2 separate regions of the Capra hircus genome follow, and region 1 is linked to region 2. The links are chromatin contacts, called in public Hi-C maps. All regions are on one chromosome and are shown on one strand. The core of a region is the stretch at or near the end of the contact, and the rest is flanking DNA. Distances in the headings are between cores, read along the strand shown. Region 1 holds the start of LOC102191423 (proton-coupled amino acid transporter 1). Region 2 overlaps FAT2 (protocadherin Fat 2).

Region 1 (4,325 bases), core at 42-2,541, 78 kb after region 2:
TCTCCTCTCCTGAGAATACCTCCTCAGTAAATCACTTGCTCAAGAAGCCGTATCTCAGCTTCTCATTCTAGGCATAAGGCATCATCCCCATTTTACTGATGAGGAAAGGTAGACTTTATTTATTTTATTTTTTAAATGGAGGAAAATTGCTTTATAATGTTGTATTGGTTTCTGCCGTACGACAACACAAATCAGCCACGATTATACATATATCACCTCTCTCTTGAGCCTCCCTCCCCTCCCTGCATCCAACCCCTCTAAGTCATCACAGAGCACCAGGCTGGCCTCCCTATGTTATATAGCAGCTTCTCATCAGCTATCTGCCTCACCCATGGTAGTGTATATATGTCGATGCTACTTACTCTGTTCGCTCCACTCTTTCCTTCCCCTACTGTGTCCACAAGTCCAAAAGTATAGAAAGATTAAAAACACTCACTCATGTTCACATGGCTAATCAGGGCTGAAGCCAGAATTCCAGCGACCACATACTTAATCATCTCACCACACCCACCACTCAGCAGCACCCAAAGTTAATGAAGCAGGAGAGTGGAGAATGTCACTGAAGGGCTGAGAACATGCAGGCTTGCATGTTCCTCCTTGGAGAAACTGAGCAGGCTATTATGTCAAAACTGTTGAGATATAGCCTCTCGGCCTTCTGTAGCTCTGGGCAGGTGACATTACCTCTTGGGGCTTAACCTCCCTGAGCCTCTGCCTCCTCATCTATCAGCCAGAAAGGGTCTGATGGGCATCAGAGCATTTGGCACACTGTAGATCAGCCCACCGACACAAGAAGTGATTCTTATTTTTCTCACTGTCCTCCTCAAACTTGGTTAGCATGAGGATAATATGCTTTCTTTGCCTCTTTAGGTTTTTCAGTCAGGAATTGGAGTTGTTTGGCCTCATGAGGATGGGAAAGGGCAGAGCGACTTACAGACACCTTAAAGGAAGAAGAATTCCTGTCCCCAGTGTCTCAGAGTGACCCCAGGAAAGTGATAGTATTGATAGTAAGATCTCAGATGCCCTGGGTGCTTGCCATGTGCTTTACAACTGATTTACTCCCCACCTAAAATCTTATGAGATCACTATTTTTAATTCCACTTAATAGGTCAAACTGAGGCAAGAAGACAGAAAAACTATGCCCAAAGTCACACAAGAATCTGAGTGTTGAAGCCAGGAGACAAGCTCTGCGTAACTCCACAGCTGGTGTTCTTAAAAAATATCATGGGTTGAAACCTACTTGTTAATAAATGAAGTCCATACTCACACTTTGTGAATTGAGGGATCTTTTTGCTTTTTTCCTCTTCTTTTATCAACATGTTTCTGCTCCTTCTGTTTTTCTCTTGTAGTTGTTTCTTTTCTTTCCGCTTTGTTTCCTTTTTCTTCTTTCTTACACCACTAGACATAAAGAGAATGAGAGAGTCTTCCAGGGAGCTTCCTTTAACTCTAGATTATCAGAGCTGGAAAGCCCCCATTGGGTCAGTGAGCCCAACCTGTCATTCTCAGTGGAGGCCTAGAGATAAGGGGCAGTATTCCCAGAGTCACACACGTCATGTGTTTCTTGGCCCTTGCTTCCAAGCCCTTGGTCCCACATCATGCAGAGGTTACCAGATAGCACAAGTAGAATGAGCATATGTGGTTAAGGAGGAAAAACACCCGGGGTGCACAGCGCAGTCTCTGTATACATACCTAGATTACATGAATTTAAGATGGTGTGATATAAAAATGTTAAAGTTCTACTTCATAGGCAGAGTTTAGGGTGCTTAGTCACATCATCGTCAATCATGTCCAACTCTGTGTGACCCCACAGATGGCAGCCCACCAGGCTCCCCCGTCCCTGGGATTCCCCAGGCAAGAACACTGGAGTGGGTTGCCATTTCCTTCTCCAGTGCATGAAAGTGAAAAGTGAAAGTGAAGTCGCTCAGTCGTGTCCGACTCTTAGTGACTCCATGGACTGCAGCCCATCAGGCTCCTCCGTCCATGGGAGTTTCCAGGCAAGAGTACTGGAGTGAAGTGCCATTGCCTTCTCCGAGGGTACTTAGAATCCCACTCAAATTTAAAGTTTCACAGGGTATCCCGTAATAGCACAACTGATGTTCAAAAGAGTTAACTGTAAACTGTGCTGCACTTTGGCTGGGACACAGAAGTGTCTGCCCAATTTTGTCAGAAGCCAGAGATTAAATGCCTTTGTTCATATGGAACTTCTGTGGGCGAATTGAGTTATTTACTAGCCATAGTGTAAACATCTATTGTTAGTGTAATTAAAATATTCTATAAGCCATAACAGTATAATTTAAGAATTCATTCAGTGGCACAAGTGCCGAAAAGTTAACTTAAAAATTCTTAGTTTGGAAATGGAAATCAGAAATTGCTATAGAAATGAGAAATTAAAAACAGCCAAACACATCAAGATGTAACATGCATATGACAAAGGAGAGTGCATTCCATTTAGTAAATTAGCAACACAGTTGAAATGAAAAGCAGCCTTTAAAGCAAGGACCTCACTGTGGGAACAAACAGCAACTCAGATACTAGGAAAAGTGCTGGTGCTATATCAACACACTCTAATGTGCCTCTGAGCCAGGCTCTGTGACTTTTGATCATTAGAAAGGGAGTAATGATGGTAAATTTTATCACTAGTGTCTTTGTGGTAAATGAAGTATGTTTAGAGGGGAAAAAATGTGTTACAGAGTTAAGAGATTTATGCATTCCGCAGACCCAGAGAAAAATTTTGCGAAGTGTCCAAAAGCCCATCCAGAGAATCCAGTAGGACCACTCTACCATCAATACAACACTCTGATGTATAGGAGAATGCTCAAGGGATGGGAAATTCTGCAGGGGCACAGAACCAGAGGGCATATGTGAAAAATGCCAATTGTCTGTCATCCTAAGCTGACCTGCAGGCAGGATTGCAATGACAGGAGCATTGTTAGTGCGTGTGTATGAGGACCCGTGTACACTCCTTGGAATCAAATGCTGCTCTTACAGGAGCACATCTGCTAGCGACGGAATGAAACACCAACACTGCAGAGTGGTTTGAATCTTTTTACTTTAACTCTTTGCTTCTTACAGCTGCTTTATTTTATATCCTTTGCACAACAATCTACAGGGCAAGTTGCCAAGCACTATGATTTAGTGACTATACAGTGCGCAGGCGCAGGGCAAGATAACCTTTACCTTAACTTATTTACTGCAGCTAAGACTTTGTTTTGGGGAACTTCTTTATCAACTTAGAATCCGTTTTGTCCCTAGGTCTGTTCCTTTTGAGGAATCAGAGAAATCCTTGTGTGCAAGAAATGTTCTTTTCCCGCGGGAACAAACAGAGGATTCTTAGCTGAACATCTTGCTTGCAAGAATGTTCAGCCCTGATTGAGAGTCTGGTTTGCAAGCACTTCTCAACCTTTCTTATACCTAGTTCCCTACACTGGGCAGAACATCTCGTTTGCAAGAATGTTCAGCCTTGGTTGAGAGTCTCATTTGCAGGCACTTCCCAACCTTCCTTATACCTTGTTCCCTACACACATCCAAAGAACAGACTTTAAAACATATTATATTGCTTTCGTGGGGTGTGCATTGGTCAGTGAGGTACCATAAATGAGTTATAGGGATACTGATATTGGTACTTTTCCTCCAGGGGCAACCAGGTGGCTGGAACTTCTGAGACAGTTACCTATAGTCACGAGCAATTCTTTTATCCTGACAGTGTATAAAATGTTAGCATTTTCCACATGTGTATGGTATAAAAGAGATTGGGAACCGCTGGATAAGTTTTGTGTTTGTTTGATTTTTTTGTTCAGGTGGAGATACTTGTGAGAATGAAAGGAGCTGTATTCACACCAGGCATATAGTGGGACTGTTTCAAGAAAACCAGGATGTATGGTGGAGTATGCAGAATGATGGTCCGCAAAGATGTCTAGGTCCTAATTTCCACAGCCTGTGGATATGTTACCTTAGATGGCAAAAGAGGCTTTGCAGATGTAAGTTAAAGCTCTTGATGAGCGGAGGTTATCCTAGATTGTCTCAGTTGGGCCTAATGTAATCACAAATGTTCTTAGAGGAGGGAAGCAGGAAAGTCAAAGAAGGGAGAAGATGCTACTCTACTGGCTTTGAAGATGGAGGAGGGGGTCACAAGCCAAGGGAATACAGGCAGCCTTTAGAAACTAGAACAGCAAGGAAGCAGATTCTTCCTAGAGCCTCCAAAACACAGCCCTGCCAGCACCTTGATTTTAGGACTTCTGACTTCCAACGACACAAGGTAACAAATTTGTGTTGTCTTATGCACAAAATGCATAATTTACTAAAGCAGCAATAGGAAACTAACACAAATA
Region 2 (4,188 bases), core at 1,043-3,542:
TCCCTAAAGTTTTTAAAAGTGTCCTTTCAACATGCATGAACTATATTTCTCATGCTTGAATTTTTATACTCTTCCATCCACACTGCCACAAGTAATTCTTTATTCTAATTTATTTCTTTTAATTGGAGGATAATTTCTTTACAATGTTGCATTGGTTTCTGCCATACATCAACATGAATCAGCCATAGGCATATATATATGTCTCCTCCCTCTTGAACTTCCCTCCTACTATGTTTAATTTCAGCTCAATTTGCCAAGGTGTGCATGTGCCTACGTTTCCCCTCTCCACTTTCCTAGCAATGGACATCCCACTTCCATCAACAGGGCTGCACTGAACATCCTTCCATGTCATCTTATGAACCTACATGAGAACTTTCACACACACACACACACATGAAATTCACAAACCCAGAGTATACCAATACTTTGACTAAGTCAGGTCAGATTGCTGTCCAGCATGGCTGCAGCAGTCTGTGCTTCCACAGCAAGTGCATGGGGTTCCTAAGCACCTATATCCCGGTCAACACCTGGCACTCTCCCGTTTTCTAATGTTTGCCTGACTGATATTACTGTCATTTCTACCTGAGATATCCAAGGAGTCCATCACTTCTGTGTCCCCACTGCCATGAGTCTGAGCCCAGCCCTCACCACCTCTCATCTTCTCTTCTGCACCAGCCACCTCCTTGCTCTCCTGCTTCTGTCCCTCCACTAGCATCTTCCAGCAGGACACCAGAGCCATCCTTACACAGTGCAGATCTGAGCACATCACTGTCCTGCTCAGACCCTAGTGGCAGCTTCCCCTTGCTGTTCAGCTGCTGCTGCTGCTGCTAAGTCACTTCAGTCGTGTCTGACTCTGTGCGACCCCATAGATGGCAGGCTCCCCCGTCCCTGGGATTCTCCAGGCAAGAACACTGGAGTGGGTTGCCATCTCCTTCTCCAATGCATGAAAGTGAAAAGTGAAAGGGAAGTCACTCAGTCGTGTCCGACTCTTAGTGACCCCATGGACTGCAGCCCACCAGGCTCCTCCATCCATGGGATTCTCCAGGCACGAGCACTGGAGTGGGGTGCCATTTCCTTCTCCAGTGCATGAAAGTGAAAAGTGAAAGGGGAGTCGCTCAGTCGTGTTTGACTCTTAGCGACCCCATGGACTGCAGTCTTACCAGGCTCCGCCATCCATGGGATTTTTCCAGGCAAGAGTACTGGACTGGGGTGCCATTGATGGAGTCCCGATTTCTTACTCCTGCCTATGGCTCGCATGCACTGTACCCTTCACCTGCCGGCCCTCCTGCTCCCACTCTCCCCTCTGCTCCCTAGGCTCACCCCCGCCCTGGCCCCTGGTGATATGTCATGCTCTCTCCTCTGCATCTTTGCACACGTTCTCCTTTGCTTAAAGCATCTTCTTCTTTGCCACTCTATCTTTTTGCCTGGCTAATTTTTACTCATCCTTCAGGTCTGAACTAAAATACCACCTCCTCCAGGAAACCTCCCCTGGTCCCTAGTTTAGGCTAGTTTCCTCCCCTAACACTTCCTTTCAATAAAATGAGTTTTTATAATAATTACTAATATACTGATATGATATATAACTGTCTCAGTTTGATCCCCCCCACAGTTGCCATTTGCTTGTGGTGTAACTCTGAGCCAATGTCATACATTCCCAGGCCTCGCTTCCTGGCCAGCCATCAACTTCCACCTGTCCCCAGGCGCAAGGACAATAATAATAACTAATGATGAGGACCATAACAGCAACCAATCTCAGAGCCAATGGGTGGGTCAGATGAGCTAATACTTGAAGACACTTAGAACAGTGACTACACTGAATAGCATTGTCTAGGATGACAATGATGATACCCATTAGTATCTGTTAGATGACTGTTCCCTGTAGGCTGTAAGTTGTTTAAGGGCAGGAATCAAGTCTTCTTGCCCAGCTGAGCACCACTGCCCAACACGGAGCATGTGGCAGAGGGGAGCACTCAGTAGCTAAGTGTGGACCCCGGGATCTGCAAACACTCAAGGTCCCCCTCCATCCTGGAGGCTCTGTCCACCCGCAGTCACCAGACCACGAGGCCAGTGTGTCCTCTCACCTCCTTGTCCTTTCCTCCCAGGATATGTCTGCGTGTGCCGCCCACAATTTTCCGGGAGGCACTGCGAACAAAGAAAGGAGAACTGCACCTCAACTCCCTGCCTGGAAGGTGGAACTTGCATCTCCTCGCCCGAGGGAGCCCCCTGTGTCTGCCCTTACCCGTACACAGGAGACAGGTGAGCACAGGAGAGGCCCCCAGCTGTGGGCTCCTCTCCCTGAGGTTGGCAGCACCTCTGCCCTCTGAGCCCTAAAGAGGCCAGTGGGCAGCCAGGGGCCGAGTAATCCAGCGACCTGGCCTTGTGGCCTTTTCCAGGGGTCAGGCCTTCTTCCTCCCACCACCTGCATCAGGAACACCCCATGAGGGGAGGCACTTGCTATTCAGACAGACCGCCCAAGCCCTCTGCTGAACCCAGTGGACTGGACTCGCCAGGCTGGGGTCCAGGAATCTACATACCAGCTCCTCAGGCATTTCTGGTCTTTGCTGAAGTCTGAAAATGCTCAAGTTCTTATTCTCTTGCTCTGGCCCCTGACTTTTCAGAAAGTGGCCTGGGGGCAATGATTCCCCTCGGGACAGGCTCCACTGTGGACTCATGCCCCACCACTAGCTACCTGTGCCTTGTGTAATGCTGCCCTGGGGTTGCCAGGGAAGGAGAGTCACCCACGATAAGCCTAGACACAAAGAGGCTTCTGGCAATTCACTGGTTTTATGAATTCCCAACTTGGAAACCTTTAAAAATCATGAGGGAGACATGAAAAATAAAAATTCCTGGAACAATTAAATTGGAATCTCCAAGGAAGGAGGCCTGAGATTCTATTTATAACACACTCTCAAGGGACCCTCCACCCTGCTGTCAGTGTATATGTAAGAGATCCAGTGGTGTGGTCCACCCACCCATTTTACAGGTGGGGAAACAGACCCAGAGAAGGAAAGGGCTTCTCCAAGATTCCCCCATATGTTTATCTTAAAGTCCTTTCTCTCAGCACCCGGTCAGGGAGCTAAGATCCCACATGCCATGGGGCAACTAAACTCACGGGCTGCAACTACTAAGCCTGAGTGCTTCAGAGCCCACCTGCTACAACTAGAGAATCTGTGAACTGCAAAGAAAGCTCCTGCATGCAGCAACTAAGACTCAAGAAAGCCAAATAAATAATAAATAAAGAGGGGACACGGAAAGGCCTATACAGTGACTGCATCCTCTACTTCTCTGTCCCTGCAGGTGTGAAATGGAGGCCAGGGGCTGCTCAGAAGGACACTGCCTCGTCACCCCTGAGATCACAAGGGGGGACTGGGGACAGCAGGAGATTCTGATCATCATAGTGGCCCTGCTGGTCATCGTCGTCATCTCCACGGTGCTTCTCTTCTACTGCCGCCGTTGCAAGTCACACAAGCCCGTGGCCATGGAGGACCCAGATCTCCTGGCCAGGAGTGTGGGTGTTGACACCCAAGCCACACCTGCCATTGAGCTCAACCCCCTGAGCACCAGCTCCTGCAACAACCTGAACCAAATGGAGCCAGGCAAGACCTCGGCTCCAAATGAACTTGTCACTTTCGGACCCAGCTCTAAGCAACGGCCCATGGTCTGCAGCGTTCCTCCCAGACTCCCGCCAGCTGCGGTCTCTTCCCACCCTGACAACGAGGCCATCATTAAGAGGAGATGGTCAGGCGAGGAGATGGGTCAGTATAGCCATAGGCTGTTAGCCTCTGGGATCGATGGGACAGGGCAGTAGATGGAAACACTCCATTATCTGAGACATGACAGTTTTCAGCCACCATCCAGTCCACGAAGGGATGTGGTCAAGGTCAGGGTGCACTAGTGGGCTGGACCAGACTCCAGGCCTCTGGACTCAAGAGTCTATGCCTCGTTCCACTGAACTGTGATGCACTCGTCTAAATTCCAAGTCACTCCCCAGGACTGACGTCCATGGCAGAAACCCACAGACCCTGGATGGGGGTGGGGAGGACCCATGGGGTTAAAAGGGAGCTTCTATATATATTTACTTGGGTTTCCCTGATGGCTCAGCTGGTAAAGAATCCACCTTCAATGCAGGAGACCTGGGTTTGATCCCTGGGTTGGGAAGACTACCTAGAGAAGGGAAAAGCTACCCAC

What was found. A called contact is a pair of places that touch in the nucleus more often than the background predicts.
Region 1: a Hi-C map of blood shows a contact between it and region 2, with 3 times the contacts expected there. The contact joins the promoter of LOC102191423 here to the enhancer-like site in region 2. A contact is called at or near these places in 3 of 5 Hi-C or Micro-C datasets (all in blood).

Annotation. Positions count from the first base shown.
Region 1 is chr7:47,767,997-47,772,321 of ARS1.2, forward strand. It overlaps LOC102191423 (proton-coupled amino acid transporter 1), which reads right to left and starts at 1,292. Exons shown (of 11, transcript XM_013965702.2): 1 at 1,265-1,292.
Region 2 is chr7:47,688,744-47,692,931 of ARS1.2, forward strand. It overlaps FAT2 (protocadherin Fat 2), which reads left to right. Exons shown (of 24, transcript XM_005683192.3): 22 at 2,103-2,256; 23 at 3,298-3,755. Among named protein-coding and RNA genes, the nearest start is that of TRNAC-GCA, 73 kb to the right of the region's middle. Within about 2 kb of position 2,293, at least 1 of the 5 cell types and tissues checked has an H3K27ac peak or open chromatin away from gene starts, as enhancers often do.